Linked DNA regions of Mus musculus: regions 1 and 2 are each linked to region 3. The links are chromatin contacts, called in public HiChIP or PLAC-seq maps. All regions are on one chromosome and are shown on one strand. Each heading gives the region's core, a stretch centred on a gene start, on an enhancer-like site or on the middle of the called end of the contact. The rest is flanking DNA. Distances are from core to core; before and after follow the strand shown.

Evidence for each region. HiChIP or PLAC-seq counts read pairs in DNA pulled down with a chosen protein or histone mark.
Region 1: a contact with region 3 is called in a FOXA1 HiChIP or PLAC-seq map of pancreatic cancer cells. The contact joins two enhancer-like sites. A contact is called at or near these places in 5 of 39 promoter capture datasets (the 3T3-L1 cell line, cranial neural crest, hippocampal neurons and 2 more) and 2 of 115 datasets of contacts at active chromatin or transcription factors (astrocytes and pancreatic cancer cells).
Region 2: a FOXA1 HiChIP or PLAC-seq map of pancreatic cancer cells shows a contact between it and region 3. The contact joins two enhancer-like sites. A contact is called at or near these places in 7 of 39 promoter capture datasets (the 3T3-L1 cell line, the C10 cell line, HPC-7-derived erythroid cells and 3 more), 1 of 15 datasets of contacts at CTCF or cohesin (large pre-B cells) and 1 of 115 datasets of contacts at active chromatin or transcription factors (pancreatic cancer cells).

Annotation. Positions count from the first base shown.
Region 1 is chr5:148,521,963-148,525,957 of GRCm38.p6, reverse strand. All of the region lies in intron 1 of Ubl3 (ubiquitin-like 3), which reads left to right. Among named protein-coding and RNA genes, the nearest start is that of Ubl3, 29 kb to the left of the region's middle. Within about 2 kb of position 2,242, at least 34 of the 459 cell types and tissues checked have an H3K27ac peak or open chromatin away from gene starts, as enhancers often do. A contact at or near this core is called in pancreatic cancer cells, where this site is marked.
Region 2 is chr5:148,462,297-148,466,203 of GRCm38.p6, reverse strand. No RefSeq gene overlaps it. Among named protein-coding and RNA genes, the nearest start is that of Slc7a1, 64 kb to the right of the region's middle. Within about 2 kb of position 1,638, at least 23 of the 459 cell types and tissues checked have an H3K27ac peak or open chromatin away from gene starts, as enhancers often do. A contact at or near this core is called in pancreatic cancer cells, where this site is marked.
Region 3 is chr5:149,351,097-149,354,746 of GRCm38.p6, reverse strand. No RefSeq gene overlaps it. Among named protein-coding and RNA genes, the nearest start is that of Gm35704, 4.9 kb to the right of the region's middle. RefSeq lists an enhancer at 380-2,588. Within about 2 kb of position 1,391, at least 153 of the 459 cell types and tissues checked have an H3K27ac peak or open chromatin away from gene starts, as enhancers often do. A contact at or near this core is called in pancreatic cancer cells, where this site is marked.

The DNA of each region.
Region 1 (3,995 bases), core at 993-3,492, 830 kb after region 3:
ACACATGCCTTTACCTCACTGAACATCATGTCTCTCTTCAGTTGTAGAGCGTGCCTGCACAGGATTTTATTTCTTCTTCCCCTTTGACTGAAGAAATGGGAGTTTGGTGTTGAGGCAAAGCCAGGAAATAAAATATGAAGAACAGGAAAAATACATTTCAATTTTTTTCTTTACAGCTTATTTGATAGGGTGTATCTTCAGAAAATATTTTTACTAATTGTAAGGAAATTGTAATTGCTATGTCACTGTTTGAAGACACCACGACACCAAGCTGTGTTCTCTTTCTACAGTGCATCATGTTCCCTCACATAAGGGTTTTCTCTAATGTCTTTCTGTGATTTCTCTAAATCTAGAATGTGAAATCTGGAGGACACCAGTTAAATTCAGAGCAGTACCCTGTAGGAGGTTAAAAAGACGAGGCTTTATTCTGACAGGTTCCTGGCAGCTGATAATCACACCTTGTCTGTATCGGGGAAGATGTTCAGGTTCATGGCAGGTGCTGAGGAGCCCGGCTCTCTTAGGGAGGGAGTCGTCGGCGTCACAGCTGTACAACACCAGCTGGTTTTGAGCAGGCAGGAATCCATCCTTATCCTTATCCTGGATCCTGGGGACACTGTAGTAATCTAAGTATTCCATAGGAAAAGCCCTAGATTATGATGATAGGAGTATATTCTTCCCAGAAAAATGTCTTTACCCCATGGAAAGTTATCAGACACTTAACACCAGTTTTTTAAGTTGTTTTCTTTACAGGAAGTTTCCACCTTTGTTCCAAGTACAAGATGGAGTCTTGTCTGTCACTGTCACTTGCAGTTACAACACATACTCTTAAACCTATGCATATCTCCCTCCCCCATTAATTGTTTTTAGTTTTACATTTCAAGAAATCTAACCTGTCTTGTCATTTTACCCTGAATCATTAGATAAGAAATCCCAAACAAGTAAAAGTCGTCTCTGCTCTGTTACCGCAGTCGGGAGAGTGGACAGCACAGAGACTGGAGGTGCTAAGTCACCTAAAGCAGGATGGCTGTGCAGGTGTTTGCAGAGTGGCCACCCCCTGGCGTTCAGCCACACTTGAGAGTTATGATTTCCACATCTGTACCAACTCTTACTTGTGATTGTAGCCATTCTGGTGGTATCTCCCATTGATAACTAATTAAGAAAATGTCCTATAACTACAGCCTGATCTTAAAGAGACATTTTCTCAATTGAGACTCCCCCCTCTCTGACTCAAGTTTGTGTCAAGTTGATATAAAACTAGCTGGTACAACTATTGATCTTTTCAATGTTTTTTTCAGTGCTTACTAGAATTTAAGATCTGCCATGCTCATAAATTTAGTTTATTACAATGGAAAAAAATCATCAGGTAATTACCTTTCAGATCATTAAAATATCTGAAAGGTAATAGAATCTCAGTTTATAATTGTAGTTTAAAGAACAATTACAGCTGTCCTTCACTTTGTAGTGGGGAAGTTTCCGGACCCCTGTGGGACACTGGAAAAGCTAAGGAATCCTCTGAAATGGAGTGGTACCTGTGTGTAACCTAGCACCTTCTCCATGCACTGGGACCACCTGTGGATACTTAGAACAGCCAGTGCCAAGTACCCTGTTGCTTTGGGAGGAATGTCAAGGAAGATGTCTTGAGTGTTTAATACAGATGTAATTTCTTTCTGACTGTTTTGGTCTATAGTTGGTCCTGTTCATGGAGGACTGTTCATGACTAGCTAATCAACTCTATTTCTCTTGTGACCTCCCCTGGGCCAGTTCTACTGCACACCTCCATGTTGCAACATCTTTTAATTCTTCTCTTCTTTGATCTTTGTTTGAGTATCCTAAGAGCTAGGTAATAACCAATTTCCTTTGAAATAAAAATGTTAAAGCTATTCCTTTTTATAAGCAAACACCTTTCCTACTTGGTATCATTTACAAAATGTACTGATCATTTCAGTATCAGTACTGATACGTCATGCTTTCTGGAGACCTTGGAGCAGTGTGAGATAAATTATTCATGTAGAGATGAGATTTGAAGATAGCAGTGTGATCCATGTGTGTTATTGCACCCTCAGAAAGATCCTATTACTCTGAAGACAAGGCAGAAGGAGGTGGGCGGCATCCTTAGTTTGAGGCTCACTCTGACCTCAGAATGTATGCATAGTTTGTACTTCCTGGGTCAGGGTGGGGTTTGGGGACATACTTCAACTGGGCTGCTGTTTGTTCCTGCTTAGTCAGAGGGCAAACCACTGCCCCACAGTTCTCTTACAGGGAGCAGTTAAGCTTGAAGTGCTGGCCTCCATGTCTGCAACTTAAGGGGTTAGTCAGCAAGAGGTTGACACATCATCCCCCCCACCACCACACCCCCTGTGGTCTCCAATCAGAGACCCTGTTCCTTTTCACTTGGAGAGCCGTCTTCATCATTCACTTTAGCCTTCATTATAGAAAATGTGACTTTTACAGAGTCTAATGGACTCTTCCTGTGTTCTCTAGACTTCCCTTCTCGGAAACCATCTGCTGCCTCCATTCAGCTTTGCCTTAGGATGAATGTTTTTGATGCTGCTGGATTTGTCTGTAGGAAGTATAACTTATGATTCAGAGATCTTTAATTGATAGTCTGAAGCAGCCACCTCTGCTCAGTGCATCAGTGTTGGCGCTGGGGAGCATGGTTAGCTCAGAAAGCTCACATAGATACAGTTTTGTGCTGTGTTTTCCCAAAGATTGTATTTAACATTACATAGTGACATTGATGCGTCCATTACTCAATTGTTTCTGTCCTTGTTTGTGTCCTTATGAGCCCTCCTGCTGAATAATTTGTTATACCAACCCTGAGTATATTTGGATTTTAAATTTTAATTAATGACAATAAATAAAATGCCATTGTATTAAATTCAGAGTTCATGAGTGTTCCAGAGACATTAATTGATAAATGAGAACCTCAATATTAAGAGCCCATGAGATCATAGCTATCTGGGCACCACTAAGTGACAGTATCACTAGTCACAGGTTGATGCAAATTGTCTGTGCAAGCTGAATAGGCCTGCAGAGTGCAGGCAGCATGGAACAATCGCTTTCTTCATAGCCAGACAGAACCACTTCTTCATAAACAGAAGTGCTTGCTAGCACTCTGGAGTAATGAGTTGACAGACATATTGTAAAGAATGATTTTTAAACCTTCTTAACTTCTCAGAGCAACTGTCTTCTATTATTATCACTATGGTCTGTGTCAGAGTGTGTGGAATAGTGAGTTTGTTATTACTTATTTATGCTTAACAGTAAAAGCAGTAGAAACATGGTTTCTTGACAGACAACTTTCTAGTTACACATGTCACTGAACTATTGCAGAAATCCTGGCTATAATCTGGCACACCCTGCTCTATTATTGATTTGTCCTTCCAGTCAGAAGCTGTGGTAGTGCACGCCTTTAATTCAGGCGCTCAGGAGGTAGAGGCAGGTGGGTCTCTTGAGTTCCAAGACAGCCAGAGCTACACAGAGAAACCCTGTCTCAAAAAACAAAAACAAAAACGCCTTTTTTTTTTTATTAGGCAGTGACTGTATGGATTATTTTCAAATGTATAGCTTCCCCTGTTTTTGATCTAATATAATAGTCATGAAATAATATAGTCAAAGGCACCTCATCTCTGAAATCAGTGGTATATGTGATAATTGTATTTGGTGCTACCAGAAATACATTTTTAAGACTGATTTTTTTCAAAACTGATGTGCTAAAAGCTAAACGTATCTTTTTCTAGACAGTATCCCTTTTCTGGTCCTCATTTCTGTGCAATTCTCCTGGCTTCCTCTTACATCTCAGCACCAAAGCTTAGAGCCGTCACTTAGCCTGCCCTATTTTCTCCTCTCTGGTTACCTGTTCTCTCTCAGATTCTGTCCACTGTTGGTCTATCAGCCCAGTCTATTCTATATATTACCACAGGTTTAAAAATTCTCCAGTGTGAATTTGTTTGAAAATTGCCTTAGTCGGGGTTACTGCTGCTGTGATAAAGTAC
Region 2 (3,907 bases), core at 389-2,888, 890 kb after region 3:
TCTCATTGACTAGAATTCACACATCCTTGGTCTGTGATTCTTCAGACTGCTTCTTGATTGGCATCCATCATTCTGCGCTTGCTGTGCCCAGCTAGTTCTGTCTCCTCACTCTGAGATGTCACAAGTACTCCCGGAATAAATTCTAAATCTGTTACCCGGGATAGCACGGCTTTAGTGAACAGAGAGATGCTGGTGGTACTGATATTATACACACATGCCTGCAGGAACACACAGTTTAGTGGCTCCAAGATCAGCTTGTTGGATAATGTTGGAGTCTCTATTCTCTAGGCTTAATGTCTTCCCAGATCCTCCTGGCAGATCATCCTGAAACTTCCAAAATCTGTTCCAGCACAGCTTGGAACCCTTGCCAGTTTCTGCCTTTGTATCCATCTTGGTGGCTCCGGAGCCTGCTTGGCTTGTGCCTCTGTCTGCATGTCTATGTCCCACTGAAGACCTCTGGGGACAGAAAATGGTACAATTGCACCTTTCTCCACGATCCTGGCTTTGCTGATACCCCTACCAAACCCTTTCCATGGAGACTCTATCACCAAGGCCTTAGTGAATAAGCCCCTGCTCTCTGTGGCTCCAACATCACCAACACACTGGACCAGCCAAGTGTCATTGACCTCTGACTCTCTCCACTTCCTTTTTTTTTTTTTTTTTTTTTTTTTTTTCGAGACAGGGTTTCTCTTTATAGCCCTGGCTGTCCTGGAACTCACTTTGTAGACCAGGCTGGCCTCGAACTCAGAAATCCGCCTGCCTCTGCCTCCCGAGTGCTGCGATTAAAGGCGTGCGCCACCACGCCTGGCTATCCACTTCCTTTTTAGGTAAACAACATTTCATGGTTCCCTCCAAGATACACAGTTCTGGGCCCAGTGCCTAAGTGGTTTTGTGTGGTGGACGGATGAGGTCCTGAGTGAGAGAATATTGACTGGAGCCCAGCCATGTCAAGGACTCCAGTGCCTCAGACCCCTGGGGGTGACTAGGTCTTCTCCTGGTCCAGTACAGATGTGGACAGCATGCACCATACACATCAACCGCAGCTTCTTTCTCCAGAATGACTGCAGCCTGAGGCTGCTCCCTACAGAGACCTCCTACAGAGATTAGCTAACCTGCTCCTCAGGATATATAAGGAACATACTGGGTTTCCTGGCCATTGGTACAGCTCTGTTAGTGCCCAGCACCCACCCGATCTCAGTGTGGCTTCGTTCCCTGTCACCCCTATAAGGGCGATCCGAAAGCCTTGCATGTTGTAGCAGTCCTGGGCAGGTTCTTCACTCTCCAGTGGTCTGTACTCTCTCCTTAGAGAACTAGGGAAGACAACACTGGTTTATATGAGAAACATGTTGTATACCCTCAGCATGTGCCAATCACTGCCACCCACCTCTTCCCAGGCCAAAGGAGCGGTTGTCATAGAGGTGTGTGCTGGGTGGCTCCCATGGCGCTGACAATCTGGCCAGCACATGCACCACACAGCAGTGTTTACTTTCCAGTGTCAGCCTGGGAGTTCGCGTGTGTAAGATTTATTTGTGTTCCTTTATACTGTAGCTCTGACATTTGGGTCTTGGGGTATTATTAGCAAAGAACACGATTTCCTCATTCCATCTGAATCATGAAGGAAGCATTTCTCTGGGTCTGTCCCTACTAGGCTCTGCTGATCCCGTAGATTTGACTAGTCACGGAAATAAAACTATCTACCCAACATCAGCCCAGGACGAGAAATCTTTTTCAGAGAGCATTTTTTTTTTCTCAGTGGAAAATTTCAGAGGAATCCGTCTGTGCTGCAGGGTGCTCACACCATCTCCCCCCACTGAGGTCACACCTCCCCATGCCCAGGCACGGTCCCCCTGTGGTTTAGGCCCCACTCTGTGCAATTACAATGCTTATCTTTATGGTCCGAGCATGTGTTGTATTCATGCTCTGGGCCCATGATTCCCAACTCTCCTGCAAGCCCATTCAGGACCAAACTTTCATCCTTTTTGCATCCCTAGAATTTAGTATCTGGAACTATTTGTGACTGAGTTTCTATGTGGAGACAGGCACAGCGTATTTACTCAGCGTATGACCCAGCTGCTGGCTTGTCATGTGACTTCTAGGAAACCATGCAAGCTTATTCTGCCAACTCTAGGATGAGGTGAGTAAGCTTCGCCTCCCAAAGAAAGCCATTGCACGGTAGATGTAGATGTGAGCCCTCTGAGATGTACAAACTCACTGATGAATTCTTTCCAAACTGAGCAGTCTGCATGCATTCACACTATAGGAATAGCCTGAATGCAAAACAAGCCAGAAATAGCCCGAATGGGAAGCTGGTTAAATAAGCTGTGCTGTATCTATACAGCAAAGAGGGGGAACGAACTATGGATATCCATACAACATGGGTGGAAATCCAACTGCTGAGTAAAAAACTGTTCTTGAAAGATAGCACTGAGACAATGTGGATGCAGGAAAGGTAACACTAGCGAGGAGTTTCTGGGGATTCCTGAAAAGGTGGGATGCTAAAAGACAGTGGGAGGGATCCTGGATGCCGGGATACTAACTGTACAATGAATGATAATATCTGGTTGTGGATGGCAATATATGGGTTATCGATAGCAATATCCCAGGCATTGTGACATTGATCCCTCGGTATTATTTCTTGCAGATGGAGAAATTGTTTTTTTAAGCTTTTTTTAAAAATAGGTTTATTTATTATTATGTCTAAGTACACTGTATCTGTCTTCAGATGTACCAGAAGAGGGCATCAGATCTCATTACGGATGGTTGTGAGCCACCATGTGGTTGCTGGGATTTGAACTCAGGTCCTTTGGAAGAACAGTCAGTGCTCTTAACTGCTGAGCCATCTCTCCAGCCCCAGATTGCAAATTTGTACAAGTCTCAGAACTGAAACTTTAATTCAAAGACACACAGAGGAGTTATCTGGTCAGAGCAGAAGTTATAAATCACCAATTTAAGCTTACTGATTCCCCGATCATACCAGCTCATCGATCTGCTTTAGTTTAGTTGCTTTTATATGTCACAGTTCTCATCTATGACTGAATTGGACACTGGGAATCTCAAGACCACAAAATGGGAGGTCAAAGAACTGAGGTTTGGATTCCTGAAGCACAATCTACTCCAGTGTGACAGTCAGGATTTGGATGGAGACTCCTCTGGACATGATACACTACTAAGTATCAAGAGCATACAAGTCCAGGGTTCCTTTGGGGGCAAGGGAAATGTTCTGGAATTAGATATTGGTTATTGTTGAAAAGGATCTGTGGCTATTCAGCCATCCCTCCACATCCACAGATTCAACCAACCACTGCGCAAACATTTGTATCGATCATTTGCAGACGTTTCTCTTGTTATTAGTCCATGAACAAAAGACTGTATGCTTAGTAGTCCCACTTCATTAGGCAGTGTGTGTAATCTGCAGATGATTTAAGATCTAGGAGGGTATGTGTGCATCAGCTCTACGCAAAGAGCTGGCTGTTTTCTAATAAGGAGCCTCACTTTCTTGGACTTGGGTACCATAAAAGTTCTAGAACCAATCTCCTGAAAATAGCAAGGTACAATTGTACTATTAAAAAAACTTATTGGAAGGATGAATCTCATAGTGGGTAACTTCCATCTCCGTTTTCCCCACCTTTGGAGGGGGCGTGGTTTCGAGGCAGGGTTTCTCTGTATAGCCTCTGCTGTCCTGGAACTCTGTAGACCAGGCTGGCCTTGAACTCATAGAGGTCCACCTGCCTCTACCTCTCAAGTGCTGGGATTAAAGGCATGTACTACCACCACCCAGCCCACCTCCATTTTTAAAATCCCTCCTTCCCCCATGGTCTGGAAGTAAGCAATGGACCCCTGACTGGGGCAAGAAAGCCTTTAAAGAAGAGTTGGCTAAATAAAAGTGGGGATGATGATAAGGATGCCA
Region 3 (3,650 bases), core at 142-2,641:
TGACTGCGGGTCACCCCAACATGATGAACTGTATTAAAGGACTGCAGAGTTGGGAAGACTGAGAACCACTCCTCCAGAGAGTTGCCAGTTACCATGGCAAAGGAAAAGGATATGGATAGGCAAGGCACTGGTGGTTAACGTGCACACACAGAGGGAACAGTCACCTTCCTTCCTCACAGGCCGCCTGGCTATGACCAACTAAACAATAAGATTGTGAACCACTGCAGGCCTGGGATCATGGGAGCACACACTCTAACACATCTCTCATGTTTGGTTGTACCAACAATCCAGCTTTAGACTGTCAGGGATTCCCCAGGGCCAGGGACCTCCCCAATGCTAGGGGCTCCTCAATGCCAGGAAGTTAGGGACCCTCAATGGTAGCCCTCATACCAAAGTGCCACCTTTCTAGGGATTACCTACTGTCTTAGGTGCACAAAACATCAGGACCAAGAAGTAAGTTGGGGAGGAAAGGGTTTATTCAGCTTACACTTCCACACTGCTGTTCATCCCCAAAGGAACTCAAGCAGGTCAGGAAGCAGGAGCTGATGCAGAGGCCATGGAGGGATGGCACTTACTGGCTTACTTCCCCTGGCTTTCTCAGCTTGCTCACTTATAGAACCAAGACTACCAGCCCAGGGATGGCACCACCCACCATGGGTCCTCCCACCTTGATCACTAGTTGAGAAAATGCCTTACAGCTGGATCTCATGGAGGCATTTCCTCACCTGAGGCTCCTTTCTCTGTGGTAACTCCAGCTGTGTCAAGTTGACACACAAAACCAGCCAGTACACCTACCAACAAGGACTACTCGTAAAGATTCCCCTAATATAAAGAGCTCCATGTACCAAGACTCTCTTAACATAAAAGCCCCAGTTGGAGATCCTTCCAGTGCAAAGGCCATTCTCCAAACCCCCTGTTTTTGGGCTTCTGGGGGCTACTGGTGCTGGACACTGAGACAAGCACTCTGGCTGCTTGCATATCTTTTCCATGGGGGTCCCCTCCCTCTACAGAGCTCCCTACATTTCTAAAACCGGTAGCAAAGAATAGCCTGAATCCTAAAGACCTCCCAGAGCCCACGGTTGACACAGGCCTCTAGGACAGAACACAAAAGCTGCCCAGGGACTCCGACTGGTGAGAGCCCTTGGCTTCCTGGGGGGACCCCTCTGACCCACAGCTCCCACCGGTGGAGGCTGGCATTTAGTCCTGTTGGGCTAGTATAGACTACTTGGCCCAGGACTGACCCGGAGGGTCCCTGGAACCAAAAGGCAGCTGTTGTTTAAAAATCAACACGGAGAGGAAATGAAAAACACCCGCCCAGGCCTCCCAGGGCCAAGAGACTGATGGCTGCTGGATGAGGCGGTTTCTGGAAGAGGCATGACTAATGGCCCTACTGAAAGTGCCCTGGCCAAGTGCCAGCAGCTCCCGTCAACGCCTTGTCTCTGCAGCAGTCAGGTGTGGCTGGGAGACAAAGGGGCCGTCTGTGTGCTGGCGGGTCTTGGACCCAGTGGCTTTTTGAGTCAGGCAATGGTGTCACAGGAGCCCCTGGAGGGGCTGGGGGCGGGGTTTGGATAGAAAGAGGGCCTGGAGGGGTACTGCCTGCCAAGGTTCGCTCACACCTCGCCACCAGGAGAGGCAAAGCCATCTGCCATCTAGCCACCCAGTGGAACAAAAGAGCAAGCACCCTGTCCCCTCCCGCCCCACCACACCTTTCAAGTCTCCAGTGCCTGGGACCTTCCCTGAAGCATCCTTTCAGGGAAGTCCTGCTAGCTGGGCCCTGCCACGTCTGGTGCCTGTGTCTTGTTTGGTATACGCCCTCCGACAACTGCTATAACCAACTACGAATTACAATCCACGGATAAAGAAACTGAGGTTCAGCTAAGGCTGTGAATCTGCCCCAAACCATCCCTGCTCCCATCACTAGAACTATTCCCAACAGAACCAAACTAAATACAAAGTCCCTCCACTAATGGGCGTTCCCAGCCGTAGAGGCTCGCACCAGCTGGCCCATGATAGCTGTGAATGCCGCTCAACCTTATTTACAAATGTCAAGGACCATGTTGCAATGTCAAAAGGATGGGTACCCCTGCTAGACTAGTCCAGGATCCCGGTGAGCCAGCTCTCCCCACAAAACTTAAAAGAAAACCCAATAATGAGAAAGAACGTTTTTATGCAAGTCAAAAGTAATGCAAAAAAACCCACAATCAGAGAAGACTAGAAAAAGAAAGGGCCCAGCCTTGTATTTACACAATCGGAGAGTACGCCCTCCCTCACCTCATTTCCAGTGGGGAAGGTACCATAGCTCTAGATTCATCTCCACTGCCATTCACCATCACCAAAACATTGTCACTGCCACGGGGGATGGGGAGAGACAGTCCCTGTGTCCCTCCCCAGACACTTGAGTTATAGCAAGATCTGTCCCCATGTACCTTGTCCACCCCACCAAGGTCCCCTCTGGGTGACACCTCTCTTTCTCTGTGCTACTGTCTGCCGGGACCTCTGTACATGAAGAAACATAGTTGACCTTCAACAGATTCAAGTAACTATTTTTACAGACTCTCGGCCCTGGCGTGCACAAGAACCTGACCAGGTATCAGTCTAGAGTCCCTTTGTTAATTACTTTCCACTACTGTGACAAAATACCCAAGGGAAACAAGTTGAAAAGGAAGAAAGGTTTGTTTGGGCACACACTACTGGATGTCTCAGCCCATAGTTGTGTGAAGAGGGTTGAGCAAGGGTAATTGGGATCACAGGGCTTGGGGGGTCAGGCGGACAAACACTCTTCCGAAGCCCCACCAATGGCTTGCTCTCCCCAGTGTCTCCCTCCTCCTAGCAGCTCATTTAGCCATGAACATGTCCAATGGACACGTTAGCTTCAATTACCTCTTTAAAAAAAAATTTTTTTTTTTTTTGGAGAGCGTCTCTCTAGGTAGCCTCAGCTATTCTAGAACTCATTATGTATACCAGGCTGGCCTTGAACTCATAGAGATTCTCCTACCTCTGTTTCCTGATGGCTGGGCTTAGTGGTGTGTGCCACTGTACTTGGTCCAATCTCTTTTTAATAATGCCACCACCTGGGTTCTAGTAGTTAACATAGAGCCTTTTGGGGTACACTGATACCCACTGGTTAAATAAGCAGAGTCCCTAGTGGACAGGCCCAAGTGCCTATGTTCCTAAAGGCTGTGATCATAAGGTCCACTCAGGAATGCCCTCTATGAAGGACAGTTTTGTGTCAACTGGACACACTAAAGTCATCTGAGAGGAGGAGACTCAACTGAGAAATGCCTCCATAAGATTAGGCTCTGGGCAAGCCTGTGGGGCATTTTCCTGATTGATGGGGGAGGGCCTAGCCCCTGGTAGGTGGTGCCATCCCTGGTGGTCCTGGGTTCTATAAAAAAGCAGGGTGAGCAAGCCAGGGGAGTGAGCCACTAAGCAGCATCCCTCCATGGCTTCTGCATCAGCTCCTGCCTCCAGGGCCCTGCCCTGTTTGGGTTCCTCCTTGACTTCTTCCAATGATGAGCAGCAATGTGGAAGTGTAAGCCAAATAAACCTTTTCCTCCCCAACTTGGCCATGGTGTTTCATCACAGCAATGGTATCCCTGACCTTTCCTCCTTATCCATCTCTCTCTCTCTCTCTCTCTCTCTCTCTCTCT